2 separate regions of the Anas platyrhynchos genome follow, and region 2 is linked to region 1. The links are chromatin contacts, called in public Hi-C maps. All regions are on one chromosome and are shown on one strand. Each heading gives the region's core, a stretch centred on a gene start, on an enhancer-like site or on the middle of the called end of the contact. The rest is flanking DNA. Distances are from core to core; before and after follow the strand shown. Region 1 has its middle 78 kb from the start of IRS1. Region 2 overlaps IRS1 (insulin receptor substrate 1).

What was found. A called contact is a pair of places that touch in the nucleus more often than the background predicts.
Region 2: a contact with region 1 is called in a Hi-C map of skeletal muscle, with 1.6 times the contacts expected there. The contact joins two enhancer-like sites. A contact is called at or near these places in 4 of 8 Hi-C or Micro-C datasets (F5 follicle, liver and skeletal muscle).

What each region holds. Positions count from the first base shown.
Region 1 is chr9:22,630,385-22,638,052 of IASCAAS_PekinDuck_T2T, reverse strand. No RefSeq gene overlaps it. Among named protein-coding and RNA genes, the nearest start is that of IRS1, 78 kb to the left of the region's middle. Within about 2 kb of position 4,697, at least 2 of the 8 cell types and tissues checked have an H3K27ac peak or open chromatin away from gene starts, as enhancers often do.
Region 2 is chr9:22,680,117-22,687,784 of IASCAAS_PekinDuck_T2T, reverse strand. The region is part of intron 1 of IRS1 (insulin receptor substrate 1); the gene reads left to right. Among named protein-coding and RNA genes, the nearest start is that of IRS1, 29 kb to the left of the region's middle. Within about 2 kb of position 4,189, at least 5 of the 8 cell types and tissues checked have an H3K27ac peak or open chromatin away from gene starts, as enhancers often do.

The DNA.
Region 1 (7,668 bases), core at 3,448-5,947:
TGCTGACAAACAAGACTGTGCTTGTAAGAGCACCATAAAGTGGCAGTGTGTTCTTTCCTTTTCTTTTTTTTTTTCCTTTCTTTTTTTTTTTTTTTTAAAGATGATCAAGAGGGCCCAGACACAGGACACCGGCTTAGGGATGTTCAGATTACCAGACTTTGTGATGGAGAGAATGTGCAGCTGACTGCATATGCTATTCCAGAAAAATAAACACCCCTCTTAAATATCTAGCCCTCTTTCCATCTCTGAAGGATTTCTGCCGGGTGATGTAAGCATCTGAGGGGAGAGCTTGGAGCCTGTGGGGCTGCCACCCTGGTGCTTTGGCGGGCTGGAACAGCACAGCCTGCAAACTCCAAGGCATCTACATGCTCTTGTGTGCTCTCGGCTGACTATAGCTGGCTTTTGTCCTGAGGCTCCAGCTGTGGGGTAGTCCTTCGGCACAGAAGTGCCTCCCCTGGCATAGCAGGGGGCTGAGTGCCTGGCAGAGCAGGGGCTGGCTGCGAGGGCACCCACTGCCTGGGTTTTAGCTGAGCTTTCACTTTGAGGCGCTTTTTGGACTCAGTGTAAAGTAAAGCAGCCTTTACTCAGAGAGACTTCTCTGGCACGGAGGAAGCGCTTGGACTGGGAGACTGCCAGATCTGCAAGTCTTGCTGTTAATAGACATGTTTTGAAGCAAGCATTGATTTGTAAAGTATTATGTAAAGTGATAGGTCTCTTTCCTGAAGAGTGGCTGAAGCTTCAGAACAAAGCACTAAGCCTTTTATGTATTTCTTTTTCCTTTGCTCTTACTGTGATAAAGTCTCCCGCGTGAATACTTTTAACTACGTTGTGAGAATTCATCTGTGTCTGCTCCTCGTTTCTCCTCTGAAGGCAGTGATGTGAAAGTTCAGGTAGATATCCAGGTGTGCTTACCCAACTTCAGGATTAAGAGTTTCCAAAATATACCCGGATTGCTGGCTTTGGACTCCAGCCCACAGACACATGCAATTCTGATGCAACATGTCGGATTCTCTGCGTTTTTACCTCCCTTTTCAGTGCTTTGCTTATACTGCAGTAAGATCAAATGGGCTTCACTCTATCACGAGTCATATGGGAGCACGCATGCAGGTCTGTATGTATATAGAAACAGGGAGATAGGAAATACACCGTGATACTTTGAGTGCTTAATGTGTATGTGTTTGCATAACAAAATCCAGCCTATTCTGTTTCCATTTTTACAGGGACTTGTCTGATTACTTAATCCAGACCTCATCCTACGCTCGCTTACTGCCAAGGCTAACAGGCAGGCAGGAGGTGAGCCGAGTGGTGTGTGGTTAGTCCCCATACACGGTCTCTCCTCCTTCTCTTTCCCTGCTCTGCATTTTGCTTTCTCTCTTTCTCTCTTTCCTTCTTTCCCTCTTTCTCTTTTTCTCTCTTTCTCTCCTGTGTTTTGTTGTTGTTGTCATTTTAGATTATGCCTTGCTTAGGTCGGGAGGCTCTTCACCTACGTGTTTACATTACACCCAGTAGTACTGGGCTCTGATCCCAAATTTGGATCTGTGTGCTAGTGCAATATAAATAATAATAAGCGTAGCTGCTTTGGCATGCAATCAGGTTGGAATCGCGGCAGCTCTGCTGTGCTTGTGGGCACTACCCGTTGCAAGAGCGTTTTCTTATTTTTCTGCCTGAAAGTTACGCTGTGTACAGTGCAAATAACCCCCCAGCACAACAAAACCATAAACAGCAACAGCATGGCAAAAACTTTAAGCTGTGCCAATGGTGAATGTATTTTCTTGCAAGACTGCAAATGTGCTGTGAGCATTTCTTGGTTTGTTAGCCGTCCTGGGATGTGTAAATATAACTAATCCAATCTAGGCTTTCATAGTGGAGTTTGTTGGTGAGGCTGAGGTCAGAAACCCCCCGAGGCTCAAAGGATAAGAGAAACAGGTGCTTTCCTGGAGCCTTAGAAGTCATGCTACAATTAGTTTCTTCCTTTCCTTTGGGCTTAATAACGTACTCAAGTTGGTACATTATAACTATGGTAACATTTATAATAAGAAAATATGCAAATACAGCAACAACATAATTTTTCCAGGCTGCTTAGCAAGTAAATGGTTGTGTACAGAATGGCCTTCAATGCTAGGAATATCTTCCTGTCAGAGACAGCTCCTGTTATTTACGATGGCAATAAAACTCCTGATTATTATTGGACAAATTTCCCAAACAGAAAAAAATCAGATGTTTTAACTTTCAGATCCTTCAGTACGGAACAAAAGGCATGGGTTTTCAGAAGTTTAGTCCCTGAGGATAAACAAATAAAGTTGTACAGAGCACACCTTGCTAATATGATTGCTCCTTATTAGCATAATAGTTTTCAAATAAACAACCTGCTAATGTCTCTAATAAGCAATTACTCTGTGATGAAAACTGCAAATGGAGCCCACTGGTGGATAACAGATAACAGTAAAATCTGTCAATAAAACAAATACTGTTCTGCCTGAGCAGCTCTCTTCTTTACTCCAAGCGAGCAGAGCTGCCTAGGTATTTTTATAGGCTGAGATTTGACAGCCAGGCATGTCACAGCACTGCTCTTCTGATATGCTGCTATGACGTTATGTGGAGCCTTTACACTTTATAATGTGAGTATTATAACTTAGTTGGAAGCAACCTGCTTGGGGTACTCAGGCCAAAGGAAACCACGGTAGGATGAGTGTTTGCCCCAGAACAGTGATTTGCCAGATTATTAGTTTTTTTTTTTATTATTATTATTATTATTTTTTTGCTTTCATAAAACAAAGTTCGTAATTAAAAAATCAGAGCCCATGCTATCTCTGAAACATGCAAATGAATGGAATTTGTCTCAGCATTCTTTCTTCTTGCTATTCTAAAACATAAAAAATCATTCACAATAGCAAAAAAGTGTTAAATGTATGCAGCAGTCTCACTTTTCCAAACATTCAGAAGTGTGAAAGATTTTCATAATTTTTCAAGCATAGTTGACAAACTATTTTCAAAACATTTGCAGATGTAATTTACATATTTGCCTAGTTGCTTTACCATTGATTAGAAAGCCATGCTGTGCTTGCTGTGCTCTCTGTATTCCTACAATCATTTTTCCAAAATCATTTTGCATATGTTCTCTTAGTTTTCAGGAAATAAGGATACGGAATATGAGAGGACCGTAAATCCCCAGGCCTGGCCCTCCCTGAATTCCATGGTGGATATTAGGTTTTTATTTTATATATAGCTTTGAAGAAAAGGGATCATTTGAAGGAAAATCATGAGCCATTCTTATCTTTGTTCCAACTCTGGACTGACATCATGGTATGAAAATGCAAGGAATGTACAGTAAAGCCTGGTGTGGGAAGAAGATCTTGGCAGAGGGATGATTAATAGTGTCTAAAAGAGGGAAAACAGTTATGTAATAAATACAGCCCATGAGATTCGAACTGAAGAAAGCATCACAGGTGCAGATTGTAAACAGGCCCCGGAGGAAAAAGTATCGGTCTTTTAAAGGTGGACTCTGTAAACAAACAGATGAGGCATAGGAAATATCCTTCCATATACATTTATATGGTACAAATCAGAACACGGAGCGTATAAGCACCATAAGTGTTTAGAAACCCAAAGAACAGCCATACTGCAGCAAAGCAGCACAAATTGTGCCACGGTGTAAATTTCTATAGAGTGGGGAAGATGTGTGGTCTGATGGCTCAGTTTGTTTTTCTGACTTTCGCAAACGACGTGATTTCTGCCTCTCTGGTTTTGTTTTGTTCCATTTAGCTGCTCTCAGCTACATAATTGTTCTTTTAGCTTGTAAATATTATGGTCAACCTCCAGCAAAGTTTAGATGAGGCCAATCCAACGTAAACAAGTGTGCCTATGCCAATGATGTGAGTAAGCAAAGCCATCCCTTGTGATATTTACTCCCCCTTTTCCTAACTCCCCTAGGACTGTGAGAACTTTGCCTAGCCAGTAGTGGTAGCACACAGCCTAGAGTTCAGTTTAACTGCCTGTCTGGGATTTTTAGTCTATTTATTTTATTTTTTTCCATGTAGACAGAATGTAGATGATGTAGAAATTATCCAGTGAAATGAGAACAATAGAGCAGAGGAACTTCTAGGCAGCGTCCTCACATCTTTCCATGCTCGCATGCCTGGCCCCGCTGCCTGCAAACTCAGCACGATGGCAGTGCAGGTGGAGCGGACAGAGCTGAGAGACCCCAGAGGGCTGAGGATTAATGGCACGAGTTGCCAAGACTCCAGATAAGCTGTGGTTTTGCATGAGGCTGCAGTGCTGTGGCATGAGACGGCGGTGTCGCAGCGATGCTGTGTGACTGTCTCGGATCCTCTGCTCGACTGTGCTGGGACCGCAGTTCTCCGGCAGGGCTCAGGCTCACCTGTGCAGCAGCTGCAAGCAGGCGCTGTGGCTCTGCTGCACCCCTGGAGCTGCTACGGTGTGGGAGTTGCAGGCAGCCCAATGCTGGAATCCCTGAACCTGCTGCTTGCAAGCCTTGACTTAAAAGGGTAGGACATGCCATACCTTTGAATGTTATCTTTGAGGTTCAGCACCTTACACTGCTCCTCTGTACAGCCCCCAACCTTCAGGATGTGCTCTCAGTGTAGGAGATGAATCCTACAGGTGTGTTGCTGTGTAAATGCAAACACAGGTGTGCAGGTAGGTTTCCCCAGCATGCCATCCCCTCCCAGACCCTTTGGAGCCCCTCGTGCTGTGCACAGGACACAGGTACTACCCCCATCCCTGCACTCAGCCGTCCCCCGTCCCCCAGCCTGGCCTTCCCATCCCAGCTTTGTCTCTTCCAAGTGTCTGAAGCCTGCTGCTTTCTGCAGCCGCAGCAGTTCAACACAAGTGGCATCCTGCTGTCCCGTGCCTCTTCCTCCCATAAGCAGGGAGTTGGGTTTGGTGGCTGTTGGGTCACAATTTGCAATTAGATGTGAGCTAACCTTTAAGGAAAAACAACACACAGCAAAACAAAGTAATCATTGCAACACTATTGATCTCCTGGGACAGGAGGGAGGGAGGTGCCTGACATTTTGCATTATCTATGGGAGAGGAAGGAGCTGGGCTGTTTTTTCCCACAAGAAATATATCTATTTTTGAATGCAAAGTGCTTTCTTTGCCATGGGACCCAAACCAGTTTTCATTCACTGACTCATGGTCTCTGGAGACTTTTTCCCTGAATTTAGGAGGCAAATGCTTTAGTGATTTGCAACTGGAAAAGTGGCAGCCCAATTAGCTAAAAGTGTTAATTTAAAGGTAAAGTTGTTACCTGCTTATAGTTATTTTGGCTTTGAAGAACCAAACAGTTTCCAGCAGCCCTGTTCCTTGTTGTTTACATATGGAGTTGCTTTAGATTTGATCATAACAGCTATTGGGTGAGAATCCTAAAGAGATGTATCAACAGCATATGATTTATTCTGTAGTTCTTGTGCAAGAAGCCAAAATATGATTTCATGCTTTCCTCCTGCTTCTCTTTAGGGTTCTTTCTTTCTTTCTTTCTTTCTTTCTTTCTTTCTTTCTTTCTTTCTTTCTTTCTTTCTTTCTTTCTTTCTTTCTTTCTTTCTTTCTTTCTTTCTTTCTTTCTTTCTCTCTCTCTCTCTCTCTCTCTCTCTCTCTCTCTCTTTCTCTCTTTCTCTCTTTCTCTCTTTCTCTCTTTCTCTCTTTCTCTCTTTCTCTCTTTCTTTCTTTCTTTCTTTCTTTCTTTCTTTCTTTCTTTCTTTCTTTCTTTCTTTCTTTCTTTCTTTCTTTCTTTTTCTTTCTATCTCTTTCTTTCTATCTCTTTCTCTTTCTCTCTTTCTCTCTTTCTTTCTCTCTTTCTCTCTCTTTCTCTCTTTTTCTCTTTCTTTCTCTCTCTCTTTCTCTCTCTTTTTCTCTTTTTCTCTTTTTCTCTTTTTCTCTTTTTCTCTTTCTCTCTTTTTCTCTTTCTCTTTCTCTTTTTCGCTTTCTCTCTTTCTCTCTCTTTCTCTCTTTCTCCCTTTCTCTCTTTCTCTCTCTCTTTCTCTCTTTCTCCCTTTCTCTCTTTCTCTCTTTCTCTCTCTCTTTCTCTCTCTCTTTTTCTCTTTCTCTCTTGCCTTGCCTTGCCTTGCCTTGCCTTGCCTTGCCTTGCCTTGCCTTGCCTTGCCTTGCCTTGCCTTCCCTTCCCTTCCCTTCCCTTCCCTTCCCTCTTTTTATAGTATAAATATAATTCAGGAGTTTTTTGCCATTTTATTAGATTTGTTCAATAGCCTATGCACTTAATCATGGATAAATGCTTCCCGATTACTGCTGACTAATCTCTCCTTCCTAAGAGACAGTCTTGCCAAGGCCCAGTCAAGAAATGTATTTGGACAGTGTTCAAGTAGCCTCTCTTACGGCGTATGGCAGAACCAGCGCGGGTCAGTTTGGCAGCTCATGGCCTCGGTTTCATTCACAGGACGCCTCTGTATGCTTGGAGTGCTTGTTTTTAGAAAGATAAGGGCTGTCTGTAGGCAGCAATCATGGTCCAACAACTGAAAGCCGCTTTCAGTATCTCTGGAGGGCACGATGCTTGGATCCGTCTGTTTTGCCCACGTGGAAGGAAAGGATTTGGTGGCAGACGTGCTTTGGGAGCTGTCAGTGCTTGTGCAGCCTGGCAGGAGTGTCAGGTGTGGGACCAGATATCTAAGCAGGTTTTTCTGTTTCATTCATAGATTACATGGGGACTGTTTAACCTTCAGGCAAAGCCTTTCCAAATAAAATAATAATAATAATAACAATAAAGAAAAAAAATACCAAGGAATAGGATATAACAATATTTATAATTCCCCCACATTGCAAAATCTGTGCAATAAACTTTGTTTGAGGCACCACTAAATGTGCACAGTAACACTTCTTTGTACTTGGAGTTGTTCTTGTATCTGTACACAATCAGCTCTTTAAACTACACTCCAGGCATGAAGTGGTGTCCTGGTTTCAGTTAGAACAGAGTTAATTTTCTTCCTAGTAGCTGGTGGAATGCTATGTTTTGGCTTAGGATGAGAAGAGTTCTGATAACACCCCAATGTTTTAATTGTTGCAGAGCAGTGCTCACACCAAGCCAATGATGTCTCAGCTTCTTGCCCTGTCCTGCCAACAGGCAGGCTGGGGGTGCAGCAAGAGCTGGGACGGGACAGACCCAGGACAGGTGACCCAAACTAGCCAAAGGGGTATTCCATACCATCTGGGGTCATGCTAAACAATATATAGGGGTGGCTAGCTGGGGGAGGGGGCCGGACTGCTTGGGGTTAGGCTGGGCATCGGTCAGCGAGTGGTGAGCAATTGCATTGTGCATCACTTGTCTGTACACATTAGTAGTAGTAGTAGTAGTATCACCATTGTATTATTATTATTATTATTATTGTTATTATTATTATTGTTATTATTATTTTCCTGTCTTATTAAACTGTCTTTATCTCAACTCACGGGCTTCACTTTCCATTTCTCTCCCCCGTCCCAGAGAGGGAGGGGGGAGGGTGAGTGAACGGCTGCGTGGTGTTTAGCTGCTGGCCGGGTTAAACCACGACAAGTGGAAACAAATATTAAAAAAATGCCTGCAAAGATCAAGTCTTTTGGTATCTTTGGTAAATGCACCGCCTTTGCTTTTGTGTGGTTTTATCAGCTTGAATTCTCTGTCTTAATGCATTTTATAGACAATATAGTTATAGATGGTAA
Region 2 (7,668 bases), core at 2,940-5,439, 50 kb before region 1:
TAACCTGTCATCATCATGTGCCTCACCTCCCTTAATAGCTTAATGCCTTAACAGATGAAAGTCCTAGTAGAGGGAACCTCAAATTAATAATTCATTCAAATGGAACAAGACAGATATAAATGAACACATGTAAACGGTGCTAGTCAACTGAGGGTGACTGCATCTTCCCTTCGGTGCGTCAGTCTGGGGTGTGAGGCGAGGCTGAGCGCTAAGAAGTGACCCCTGCAGCCACGGGCAGTGCTCAGCTCGGACATCCCTGGGGCAGTCCTGCAGCACCTTGGAAATGAAAGTGAATGTTTCTTCACTGCTGTGGATAGATATAAAAAGACAAATATCGAGGTTGTAAGTGCATCTTTCAGGCATTGTCTTCATTTCATGTGTCAGCTCTTCTGTTTCCTTTTAGAAAGTACCACATGTTTTACAGGGAGCCTTTTCCAATCTAATGTGTTTTTAAATAGCAAATGCAGATTAAAGAAACCAGAAGATTTGATCTGGGACATAGAGCAGAGAAGTTGAGAGAGGAGAGGGATGAGTTACAGTGTTAGAGATACGGTCATTGCCTGTCCTAAGGAGATTATAAATGATGTTACTCATTGCCTCTGACTTATGTGGGGCCAAGTGCTTTTTTGTGGAGGATTGAGTATACGTGCCAAGGTAAATGTGATAGTAATAGTCCTTTTCTGTTTCACTGAGTTAAACAAACTTGGAATGCCCGAGTAAGGTACTTACAACTCAAAACCTGATTTAGCACATGCTAATATCTCAAGTGTGTGTATTCTGGCAGCTTACTCGCTAACAAGTTGTTGCACACGCAGGTTTCAAAATGTTGTGAAAACAGATTCTGCGTACAAAGGCTGTAAGGAAAGTAAAACAGAGATAAGTACGGTTTCAGAGCAGCAGACTTGTTACTTAGGACACTTCACAAGGAAAGGACAGCAGATGTAACATTGAGTGGAAAGTTGTCTTTAGGTTATGAAATTGTATCTTTCTGATGTCTTGTGGGATTGAAGTAGGCAGAACATCTGGAGCTGGACAAGGGAGGAAATAATTTTTAGGATGAAAGGAAGAACGTTTGAGAATGGCTTCATTTTAATGAACTATTTGCATCTTTGTTTAAAAGTGTAAACAGACTGTCCTGAGTGAAAGAAAATATTTAAATCATAAGGAAAGGAGAAGATAAAAATCTATATAAGTAAGAAAGGTGTTTATTTTTTTTCTTTCAAGAGAAATTTATTCTTTTAATAATGTGAAAATCTGTTTTTACTTGAATGTTGAGGCAAACACCATTCCCTGTGTAGAATCAGAAAGTCAGCACGTTACGTGAGGGAATGGTGATGCATGATAATTACGAGCCAAATTGCTCTCTCCTGATAGTCCCCAGAGGAATTTGGAGCTGCTGGTTGTGTGGTCAAGACTGAGAGGCCGCAACACGTAGCGCCATGCAGCTTAATGCTTCCAGCTATTTTCCCTTCACTGCAACAACACTAATGTCTACTTGGTAACATTTCTTACTACACAAATCCTTCCTTTAATTTATTTATTTTTTCTTTCCTGAACTTCTTGATGCCTCCCACATTTGCTAGTGTTTAATTTGCTGTCTGGTCTGAAATCTTGCACTCGTTCTGTGGGCTGGTTTGCCATTTTCACCTGCTTGGGAGCCTGGGGGCCAGCTCCTGCTCCTTCAGAGAAGCCCTCTGGCAGAGGAGGAGATGAAACGTGCCTCCTGCTTCAGCTTCCAGCAGAGTAGCACTGCAAAGAGATCTCTCTTGTTCGGTGGCAGTAGGTAACTGATAACAAAGTCACTTAATAATTTTCTTTCCATTTAGGAATGGAAGTGCTTTTTATTTTGTTTTTAGCATCCAGCTATTTGGGGACAGATGTGCGGAGGGGATGCCAGTGGTGTGTCCAGCAGAGCAGTGGGTGCCTGGCTGAGAAAAGCAGGGAAGGAAAAGCGACCTCTGCCTCGGGGTGCCCATGGCCGCGTTCTGCCCTGGGGGCTAGGAGGGGGTGTGCTGTCTGTCCTGTTTGCTGAGTGGGTTCAAAAAGTTCTCTGCATGGCTTTGCCACTATGATACCATAGTGCAGCGTGCTTCTGACTGGCTGGCTTGTAGGGAAACAGAAAGAAGCAAAAAAAAAAAAAAAAAAAGACTTCTATTTAAGAGACAGCATGCAGAATCATGAGGTTAGTGGAGTTCTTGGGGGGGGGGGGGAGGGGAGAATGCCTTTTTCCATTAAATAGGATAGATCTTCATTGTTATGTGCAATGGATACACTTTTTTTTTTTAAGATGAAAAGCACAAAAGGAATGTGGTACTTATATTTGGTTGGAAGCAGACTCCCAGCAAGTTACTACTGCTTTGCTCGCATTGAGAGTGCACGCTTAGCTGCCGTGTTACCTAAATCTACTACCAGCTATGGCTGAGAACAGTAGCTTTCAGAGTCTGATGAAACTCTCAGTTTCAAAATTAGCGTTGTTTTTTTTTTTTTTCTGTCTTTTTTTTTTTTTTTTTTTTGATTTCCAGTGTTGTACTTATGCGACGTGATGTTTGTGTGCTGTCTTTTAGGGGACGGCTCCTGGCAGTGCTGTGCGTGATAGATGACAGTTCCTATGGTGGTACGACAGCTAGTGCTCAGGAGGCAGCCGAGCCAAAATACTTGTTTTCTTAAGGTCTTGCATTAATCACAGATGTTCTTAAGGCTTTTGTTTACCATTGTTGGTCAATTATTCTTCTGTGATAAGCTGTCGCAACCCTCTAATTTGAATAAGTTTTTGTTTCATTTCTGTCCGTATTGTGGTGATTCAGTTTTGTTCTAATACAGAATTCTTTAGCAGAAAAAAACTAAAATTCAAGCTTCACTATGATAGTAAATTTTTTTCCCTCTAATGTTATTTGGATTTTCCTTTAACTTTTTAAAAGGTAGTTTTGAAGACTGTCTTCACAGTCATTTCTCATTGCAAAGTAGGAGTGAGGACTGATGGTTGATGGATCTGAAAGTGCCCTAGGGACCTTGCTTTCTGGTCATTGTGCCAGAGCGTTACCAGAGTTAGTGTTGCAGGAGATCTGATTTCCTCCATAGCAATGATCAAGTAGCTGCCTCCATGAACTGTCTGAAATGCTGTGAACAATCCATTACAGTCTGGTATATTATTTATATGTAAATGCAGGGAATGGTCCGTTGGTATTATGGATACATGTAACAGCTAAACTTCAAACAGATAAGAAGAAAGAAGTGAATTGGACTTGAGAAGTCAAATCCAAGGAAAAGTCAAGTAGGAAATAAAAGACAAAAAAGATATTAACCCCCCTCCACTGAGTTACAAATACCGAAGTTTCAATTAATTTTTTCAATACATTTAAAAATATTTGGTGCACTTCTTTGTTCCAAATACTACCGACTCACATCATGCAGTAAGACCCAAAGTGTGTCGTGTCCAAAGACAGTGCCACCTGTTGAGTGATCAGCAGTGCCTGCTGGCACATCCCAGCCCACACAAGGCATGCTGAGCTCCTGGGGATTGCTCAGTCTGTTTTCCAAGTTCAGTTGAAGGCATTGGGATTGGGCAAGTTGTTTGTGAAACTCGGGCAGAATCAGTCCTCTGACTTTGAGGACTGTAAGGGAATGTTTGCCTGTTAAGGGAGAAATGAATGGAAGTGCACTGAAAAACACGTTACCCTATACTTCTATTTTTTTCTTCAAGCACCACCACTTTCACAGGTGGGAGGGCTAGCTGTAGACTAAACAAGGGCTGGTATTAATGCCAATAAACAGAGCTGCAGAGAATGTCCAAAAAATCCCTTTAAGATCAAAATTCAGGTCTTTAATGTCTCAAAAGCCCTTTGGGTACTCTTCCCAAATCTAATCAGGTGATAGGAAAAGAGATTGTTTGCTATCCTCATCCATCAGTCATGGAGGTGTGGTCATTCTTTTTTATTTTCTTTAGTTTTAGAACATTCTAAAATTTTGCCTATGATTTCTGCCCTGCTTAATAAATCTTCTGTCTTTAGTAATCTTCCCACAATGATAGAAGTAGCTGTAGTGGTCTTGACTGATCTCAGTTGCCTTCCCTGTGGCTTCCAGACATTACTCAACTCAGCAGCCCGATTTGTTAACTTGTACCAGCCTCAGAATAATTCCAGTTCTGATGAAAACCAACATTACTGTTCCTGACGGGTAGGCAGATGCTTCGTCAGTGCTGAGGAATTCCAGAAGGCCGTCGTTGTAACTGAGTGGGCAGGAACGTGGTAGAGGAACGTCAGCATAGGTAAACACAAGTCTTCAAGCAGAAGTTTTTTTCCAGTAAGCAAAAAATGTGTCTAAACCATGCCTGTGTGACGCTGACCTCAGACCTGAGGGTTGTAACTTGTTAGAGGCCTTGTCGTTGTCACTCACAGCTCCCCTCTGTCCTTGTTGCAAGCGTGGAGCAGCAGCAGCCGGAAAACCACAGGCAGTGCTTTTTGGCATCATAAGAGAAAGGTACTGAGAATCAGAAAAAGGCATCATTTTGCCAATGTTTAAAACATTGGTGTGCCCGCATGTTGAGCACTGGGCGCAGCTTTGGTGTCTGCATCTTAAGACAGATGTAGTTTAGGGAAGGTACAGAGAAAGGCAACTCAAGGTCAAAGGGATGGTACCGCTGCCCTGCGTGCAGCAGCACTTCTTGTCTTTTGCAAGGCTCCAGTTAGGAGAGGAGAAGCCGAGAGGGGCAAGGTGATAAAGATTTACAAAATCCTGAAGGTGGTGGGTAAGGTGAATGCAGAACTTGACAGAAATCCTGCAGTACCAGAATTACAGGACACTTGATGAAACTGGTTGGGAATCAGTTTAAAACAGATTAAAGAAAGTATTTGTTTACACAGCAGCTAGTGAATTTATGCAGCTTGCAGCCAGAGGATGTTTTGAAAACAGGCAGTCAGAGCAGGTTCAAGACAGGGTCAGGAGAAGTCCTGGTCAGCAGGTAGTGGTTGCACAGACCATGGTTTATAGATTCTCTCGAAACAGCACCTTCTGCTGCCCTGCTGGAGACGCCTTCTGGACAAGGGGAGCTGTGGGTCTGACCCAGCTGGGCACTTTGTACACTGGGCTCTACAGCTCTGTGGTGTCTTTCTGTCACTCGCTCAAAATTATATTCTCGTTTGTAGCAGGGTTAGGTGGAGACATGAAGGCTCCTCTCTGTTTTTTTCATGTTCAGTAAGCTGTACCTCCCAGGGAGACTTTTGATCTACTTATTCAAATTTATCAGTATTGCAAGCTGACATGATTATTGCTTCATAGGAAACTGGAAAAAATTTCCTTCTTTCTAGCCAGGAAAAAAAGACTGGGAAGTCCATCTGGGAATGTGATTCATCTGGGTCACACTCATCATTTTCCTTTCGGATTGCAAGGAGAGGTTCAGGACAGTGCTCAGCTAGAAGTGATAAGATTTTATTTAGATATAGCTCCCTTTAGTGTTTGTGGTGGGGAGCAGGTACACTGTTGTTTATGCAACAAGACTCCAAACACCTTCTATCACTTGATCAGCACGACATACTCCTTGGTGTTTGGTTATGTCCTGCTGCACTTTGAGAAGTGTGAGTTCTTCAGCCTCTGCCTAAGTTGCCAGTGCTGCGTATTGATGCAAGTACTTGGGTGGACCTTGCTCCTGAGGGGGAGTAAAACCTCAGTTAAAAGAAATTGAATCTTAATCTGAAGAATGTGAGTAGCTCTTTTGTTAGAGTCTGAGAGTGCATTACACCATTTTCAAGTAAATGTGGTTTTGTGAAAATCTCTTAAAGTTAACTTCAGTGTAGCAGTGGCTTGTAGGGTGGTAACCACTAGTAACTGGAAGACAGTATGCCTAGTGCTGTTAGTGGTTTTCTTCGCTATATTTTTAGCTGGGTGGAAATCTTCTAAAAGTCATAGTAATAAAGAGAACTTGGAGTCTATGCATAATTTTAAGACCGGAGAGGTTGCAAGGCTAAAAACATCCAATTTGAACAAATGCTAATAGTGGCATAACAGGAAAAAGAGAAAAAAGGGTGAGGACATTCCTTTCAAAGACATTTGTTTTAAACTTGACCCATTTTTAACCTGTTGTTCTGCAATGTATTTATTCTGCAGGAAAGCTTTCTTAATAAAAGTGCTAGGTTATGTCCAAATCTGAACATAGTCAGCCTTCACCTTAGTCTAGTGTCAAACTGCTCTAGCATTTGTCACTAAGAAGGCTGTGCTAGCAATAGTTGGTTATTCACGTGGATATATCCATCTGAATTTCTCTTGCTGGGGCATAGTTGTCTTGGAAGAAGGCCGAGCACGAGCCCTGTGAGAGCTTCTCTCGCTCTCTTCCTGCCCTCTGTCCCTTCTTTCTCTTTCCACAACTCAGAAGTAAAATTTGATAGCTCAGAATGTAAATTAATCCTAAGTTATATGAAAGTCTTTCCTTGAAAGAGACCATAAATCTCATCTGTAGACGTTGACTTCTTAGAATACAGAAAAAGAGCCTCTGATTTATTTATTTATTTTTAATGCTGAGTGCAAGTGTATAAAGTGAAGCCTGCTCAGTAACTTCAGAACTGAAGAACAACAAAAAAGGCTGCTTCTTCAGACCAGGGAATAGTTTCTTAAATTATGAAATACGTACATACAAATGTCGATATTTACTACTCTGTGAACTGTTTTTCATATTTGCTGTTTGAAGCAGCTCTGTACCTTTTTTGGTTTGGTTTTGAGTATCTACTGTTTCCATCCAGTCCAATGAAAATGCTGCTAAATGTCGATGCTGTATTTACCAATGAAAATAGTGTTTTAATTTGCATTAGATGAGTATGATGAGCCTATCTAAAAGCCACTCTTGGTGGGTGGGGAGGAAGGCACTAAAAGAGTATGACCAGAGTGGTTGGTAACATGATGAGCACTGACATCGGAGACATGACCTTAGGAGGCTTAGGATTTCAGTTGGTTTGGTGCCAGCCATGGCATGCAACACTGAAAAACAAGTGGATGGAGAAAGCCTCCTTTGCTTTTCGTCACCTTCTAGGATGCGCCTGCCTGAAAAACTCCGGAGAAATTCAGCGCCCCACTGCCTTACGGCGTTACTGCTCTGCTGGCTGGGGAGAAAGGCGGTGAGGCCATTGTGCCTTCTTCCTGTTTCCTAGAAATGATCAGCTGTGAGGATGAAGGAAGTGTGTGGGGAAATCAAGACCTTCTCCAACCTGGCCTTTTAGGGAAGGGCAAGGTATAACATAAAACACTGCCGGGCTGCTTTTTGCATCCATAGGCAGCCCTACCGCTCCTCCAGACGGTACAGGGCTCCAGGTGGGCCTAGGCCCAAGGTGAGCGCTGGCCCAACTCTGTGAAGTTTGGGGTCGATGCAGAACCCCCCTTGCAGCACAGAGGTGTGCAGAGGGCCATCAGACCCTGTGTGTCGCATACCAGTGCTCAGGGGTGAGTTTCAACACGAGGGGAGGAATAAAAAAATGGCAGCTGAAAGCACATGTCTGAGTACGCTTTTGAGGGAGAGAGGATTTGACAAACGCAGCATAAAGAGGAATGTAAGATGCTGAGATTCTCTCTGTGGCTAAGTAAAGCTGTAAACTGCATACCGAGAGTGATGAATTCGGAGCACTCGATACCCATTCAAGTGGCCTTGCTGCTTAAAGCATGGGCATTATTCTTCTGCAGATGGATGCT